2 separate regions of the Rattus norvegicus genome follow, and region 2 is linked to region 1. A link is a contact called in public Hi-C data. All regions are on one chromosome and are shown on one strand. The core of a region is the stretch at or near the end of the contact, and the rest is flanking DNA. Distances in the headings are between cores, read along the strand shown. Region 1 overlaps Ryr1 (ryanodine receptor 1). Region 2 holds the start of Fam98c (family with sequence similarity 98, member C).

What was found. Hi-C and Micro-C count contacts between places; a contact is called where the count stands out from the background.
Region 2: a contact with region 1 is called in a Hi-C map of Schwann cells, with 1.8 times the contacts expected there. The contact joins the promoter of Fam98c here to the enhancer-like site in region 1.

Annotation. Positions count from the first base shown.
Region 1 is chr1:93,478,208-93,480,907 of GRCr8, forward strand. Ryr1 (ryanodine receptor 1) reads right to left here. Exons shown (of 106, transcript NM_001419537.1): 64 at 1,980-2,061; 65 at 1,351-1,481; 66 at 1-25. All of the region lies in intron 1 of LOC103689966 (MARCKS-related protein-like), which reads left to right. Among named protein-coding and RNA genes, the nearest start is that of Ryr1, 72 kb to the right of the region's middle. Within about 2 kb of position 1,399, at least 6 of the 93 cell types and tissues checked have an H3K27ac peak or open chromatin away from gene starts, as enhancers often do. A contact at or near this core is called in Schwann cells, where this site is marked.
Region 2 is chr1:93,582,491-93,585,190 of GRCr8, forward strand. It overlaps Fam98c (family with sequence similarity 98, member C), which reads right to left and starts at 1,341. Exons shown (of 8, transcript NM_001198584.1): 1 at 1,274-1,341; 2 at 1,030-1,175; 3 at 820-954; 4 at 302-507. The coding sequence starts at 1,314. The region is part of intron 1 of LOC103689966 (MARCKS-related protein-like); the gene reads left to right.

The DNA.
Region 1 (2,700 bases), core at 149-2,648:
TCCACACTGTTGGGAAGCCCCAGGACTGGGGTGCAGGGAGGGGTCAGGATATGCCAGCTCTCAATCCATTACCTTCCCTGACCCACCTGACACCTATGAATCACCTTATACCTAGAAGAGTCTCCAAAAGACCCTCCCTCCCATCTCACCTTCCAACCCAGGTACCTTTCACGGCCTCCCACTGAAATCGTGACCCCCAAGTACTTTACCTCTCCACACTTATTAACCCCTAAAGTCAAATGCAAGATTTGACTCCAACCCCAAAAGATACCCCTGGTATGGAACTTGGTCTCACTATGTAGACCAGGCTGGCCTTGAACTCACTATGTAGACCAGGTTGGCCTTGAACTCACAGAGATCCACCAGCCTCTGCCTCCTGAGTCAGAGGAGTAAGGGTATATGACATCATGCCTGGAATGACGTGGGACTTCCACACTGAACTTCTGAGGCAAAAATCCCAACTTTTTGTCCAGATGGGGTCAAGTGCAAGCCTTGAGCCCTAAACACCTCCATTCCTAAAATCACCTGAACTCTCGGTATGTTATGTGGCAAGCTGGAAAAAGTGCTTTCCAATCCTGGTGGGCCTCATGACAGTACCTCCCATCTCAGTCCCCAGAGTGCTCAGAGGAAAGGCCTGGGCTAGTTCCACCATCTGGAGCCTTCAGTTTTAGGTCTCAGATCTCTAGACTCCGGTTTTGTCTCTGGAAACCCACAGTCCATCACCCACTGTTCCATTCTGTGGACTGGAAGTGAGCCATTTATTCTTTTTTTGTTTTGAAGGGGGTGGGGTGCTGAGTCTCATGTAGTCCAGGGTGGCCTTGAACTTTCTAAGGAGTGGAGATGGCCCTGAAGAAGGCCCTTCAGTATCTTACCTTCCAGATTTTGGGGTCCAAGCTCATGCCACCCTACCCACCTCGGTTTGGGGAGCCCAGCATGACTAAGGACAAGTCTCCTGACTATTCTCTGAACCCCACTCCTGGTTCTAACCCCAAGATTGAGAATACAGGATGTCTTCCTGTGGCTTGTGTGGCCACCACCTCTGAGTCTTGCCCCTAATTGTGAATGAAAAGTATTCATGAAGGCACTTGCCTCCCTGAGCTTCACGTTACCAACTCCATAACACGCCTCATAGCGCCTAACTTCATCTCTGACCCCCCCCAATCCTCCCAGTGGAGTGGCTTCGGATGGCCCCTTACAGCATGGCCTGAACCCCTCAAGGTCTGGCCGTTGTGGAACACTATTTCCTGGAGAATTCTCAGCCCCTCACAGCCCAGATTTAGGGAGCACTCCACGCTGAACGTGGCTCTCCTGTGACCCTGACAGCTAGCTGCCCCAGTCCACGCAACTCACTGGCCCGCTCTCGAGGAGACTTGGTGGTGTAGACAGAGCAGGCGTTGTATTCATTCAGCTCAGGCTCCAGGAATGCCACTGGCATGGCTGCGGCCAGGCGGGCCAGGCATTCCCCCAGGGCTGGCCGCAGCCTGGAAAGAGAGCAGCAGTTATTTTCCAAGAGCCCCTCCATAGTCTTGAGCTCCATCCCCATTCTGCACAGGAGCGCCCCTACTGGTCCGCTCTGGAGCAGAGTTGCAGGCGCCGCTCTCGTGTGCCCTTCTCTGTGTGCCTGACAAAGACTTGTATGCAGACTGAAATGTTCCTCTCTCGTGATCCCCAGCGAGCTGCTGCCCCGTTTCTGCACGTCTCCTACCAGGTCAAGCTTGTTCCCCAGAGAAGCCACTCAAGCATCCTTAGTCTGATCCCGCTCTCCCAGATCCCACAGCCTCTGTTTCTCTGCCTGGCCTTTGCAATTTGCGCCCTCTCTTGGCTTCTGGCGCGAACTTCAGCTACCCTAGTTTAGTGGCAAGTTCAAGATTTTACCTTGTCCGGCTTTGCACCCCCATTCCACTTCACATGTCCTCTCCTTTCACCCCATCGCCTCTAAGTGCCTATATAAACCCAATAATCTGTCCCGTTTTTCTTACTTTTCCACGTAGGGGTTCCTGGTGGTTCCCAGAGAGTAGATACTGCATAGTGTTCGGTAGCAAGAAACTTGAACGTCATCCACTGAAGAGAAGAGAGAGAGAGGGTCTGGGCTGTGCCCACCATGCCAGCTCACCCCTTACCACCTTCTCTGTCCCCACATGGCTGGAAGGTAACAGATAAAGCTGTACAGCTCCCTGCCATTTATCATTTATGCTTTGCAACTCAGCCGAGACCAGCTCTCTTTCAGCCTCAGGTTCCCTATCTGCACAGTGGGATTATTGTAGTACCTTCCGCACAGGGTAGGAATTGTTGCTGTTGTTTGAATTGTATGTGGGGGGGTGGAACATGGCACCTCACACGTGCTAGGCAAGTGTTCTACCACTGGACCACACCCGATTCTCAGTTAAATTAATTCTTGAAAAGTAATTAGAGAAGAGGACACAGGCTGCACAGTGGTGGCACACATTTTTAATCCCAGGACGTACGTGCTACGATGCCAGGGGCGGGGGGTGGGGTAGGGAGGAGGTAAGTGGCTCTCTGAGTTACAGGTTAGCCTGGTCTACAGAGTGAGTCCCAGGACAGCCAGGGCTACACAGAAAGACCCTGTCTCAAAAACAAAACCAAACAAGACAAAACAACAAAACCAAAACAACCCAAAACACAAACAAACAAAAACAAAGAAGAAAGGAGGATGGGGGAGGGGGACGGGGGAGTGTTTAC
Region 2 (2,700 bases), core at 91-2,590, 100 kb after region 1:
TAGTTGGGCCTGGCTGCACAAAAGAGATAAGCTGACCAAGCCAGAAGGCATGAGCTAGTAAACGGCGTTCCTGCATGGTCGGCTTGAGGCTTGAGTTCCTGCCTTGGGTTCCTTCAATGATGGGCTGTAACTTGTAAAGGGAAACACACCGTTTCCTCCCCGAGATGGCTTTGGTCAGTGTTTTATCACAGCAAAAGCGAATTAGAAAGAATGGTCCCTGTGGTTGGGTCATACTTTCTAGCGCTGGTTTGGGGTCCTCTCCACAAGTAAGGTACCTCAAGAGGGGTCTCTGTCTCTCTACCTTGTCATGAAACTCCCGAAGTAGCTGGCTAGCCAGGGTTCCACGCAGGGGTCTAGGTAGCCCCAGGGCTTTAAGAGTTAGCATCAGTTCCTGAACCACGTCATTTCCCTCCTTCGTGCCTTCTCCAAAGGACGGCACAGGGCTAGGATCACGCTGGAGCTTTAGATGCAAGAGGCGAGCAGCCTGGAGCTCAGAGCAAAGAAACCCTAGAAATAGGAGTAGGTCAATGCCCAACCAGAACCTTGGCCCCTCCCCCAGAGTAAGCCTCATCCGCTTACACTGGAGGGTGTGAGTCCACTTCAGAACCAACCGACTGGCGTTTAACTCAACGCATTAAAGCTTTCAGAGGCCCTAGTCAGAATTCTAACCCAGCCCGAACCAGTCTCTCTAGCTGTGGCCTTCAAGCTCAGCACAAAGCTTTGGCCACGCCCCTGAGAGTCCAGTCTCAGAGTGCGAGCCCGCCCCCTTCAGGGGCCCCGCCCACCGCCGCCTCCCCCGCGCCTTTCCGGCTTGCTCACGCAGCAGGCGCAGGCCGCCACCGGGCTCCCGCAGCATGGTGGCGCAGTCTCCGCCGCAGAGCGCGCGATCCGGGCAGTGCAACGCCCGCAGCAGGCCAGCCAACTGCCGCAGGAACTCTTCCTCTGCGTCCGGGCCTGCGGGAGGAAGAAGCCATCAGGGAGCAGCGGGTTCCGCGGCTCCACCCGCCGTCCACCCAGCATTTCACGCACCGTGGCCGGCGCCGAGAACCGCGGTGCCCTCCTCTCGCCGCTCCACAGCTCCCAGAGTCGTCAGCTCCGCCGCCAGTCGCGCGCACAGCGCCCTGAAGTCCGCACACGCGGGGCCCCGAGACGCCCCCTCTGGGAGGGCATCGTACCTGCGGCGGGGCGCGCGTCAGTGCGAGTCCCTCTGCTTCCGCGTATCCAGGAGAGTGCGCCCTTCCCGTGCCCCAGGCCAAACCGCAAAATCCCTTACCCCAGTGTCAGCAGGTCACTGGCTACCGCGGCCCCATCCATAGCAACTCCGCCTGCGACCCCGTGAGCGCGCCCCCTTCCGCCTGAGACAGGCTCCGCCCCCTCCTCTCTCCGCCTCCTCCCGCTCCCCCGTCTTTATCCAATCACATTCTCGTGCGAAGGCGCTTCGGCGCTCCTATTAGCTTGGTGCGCGCCACGCGCGACCTTCATGTAACTTGTCCAGGGTTGTAAATATTACAGCTTGAGGTTTGGATCCCCGAGGTCGCAAGAGACTTGAGTGTCCCTACTGTCGGGCACGTAAAAGCAAAAGGCAACTTGTTTACCTCTCCCCTCTGCTTTTTTACATTTAAATGTTTTGGAGGCAGGGTCTCGATGTATACATATATGTAGCTCGGGCTGGCCTCTTGGTCCTGCTTTTTCCTTCGGTTTGCTGGTTGACAGGCATGTGACACGCCCAGCTGCCTTTTGGTTTTAGTGCACCCCGTCCAATTTGTTTCCTTTTCTTCCACTTTAGGATTAGACTATCAGCACACCTTCACATCCACTCTCCCACCACAGCCAGGCCCTCCTTCCATCTCACAGTGGGTTCCAATGCTAGCCATCCTCTCTGCCTTTGTAGGCAGAGGAAGCAGATGCCATTAAGAGACTACATCCTGGGGGAGAGGCAAGCCGATGGGACTGGACTTTATTTGCCAGCTCATGTTCTTGCCAAACTGGTTTTCGATTGGGGTCCAAGGGCAATATATACTTTTAAATTTATTTTATGTGCATGAATGTTTGTGTGTGTGTGTGTGTGTGTGTGTGAGTGTGTACACACTCACATGCGCACCCGTACACCTTGTGCCCACAGAAACTAGTCTTACGGTCCCTTGCAACTGGAGTTCCAAGCGGTTATAAACCATCATATGGGTGCTGGGAACCAAACCCAAGTCTTCTGCAAGAACCAGTGCTTTCTTAACCACTGAGCTACCTCTCCAGCCATTAATAAATTAAATGGAGTCTGATCTCACTGTCTAAGACCCTCCCAGCCTCCCAAGGTCTAGGACTACAGGCTTGTGTCACACCCACTCTTTCACTCATTCTTTTTTTTTTTTTTTTTTGGTTCTTTTTTTTTTTCCCCCCCCCGGAGCTGGGGACCGAACCCAGGGCCTTGCGCTTCCTAGGCAAGCGCTCTACCACTGAGCTAAATCCCCAACCCCTCTTTCACTCATTCTTAAAGGTGTCTGTGAGGATTATAGTCCTTATGTTAAGGTGCTTAAAAGGGCTTGATGCATCCATTCTCGGTTAACAAGCCAGGTTGTGGTGGCATACGCTTTTAATCACAGAACTAGGGAGGCAGAGGCAGGTTTGGTCTATAGAGTGAGTTCCAGGACAGCCAGGGCTATACAAGGAAACTGTCAAAAAACAAACAAAAACAAAAACCAAGTA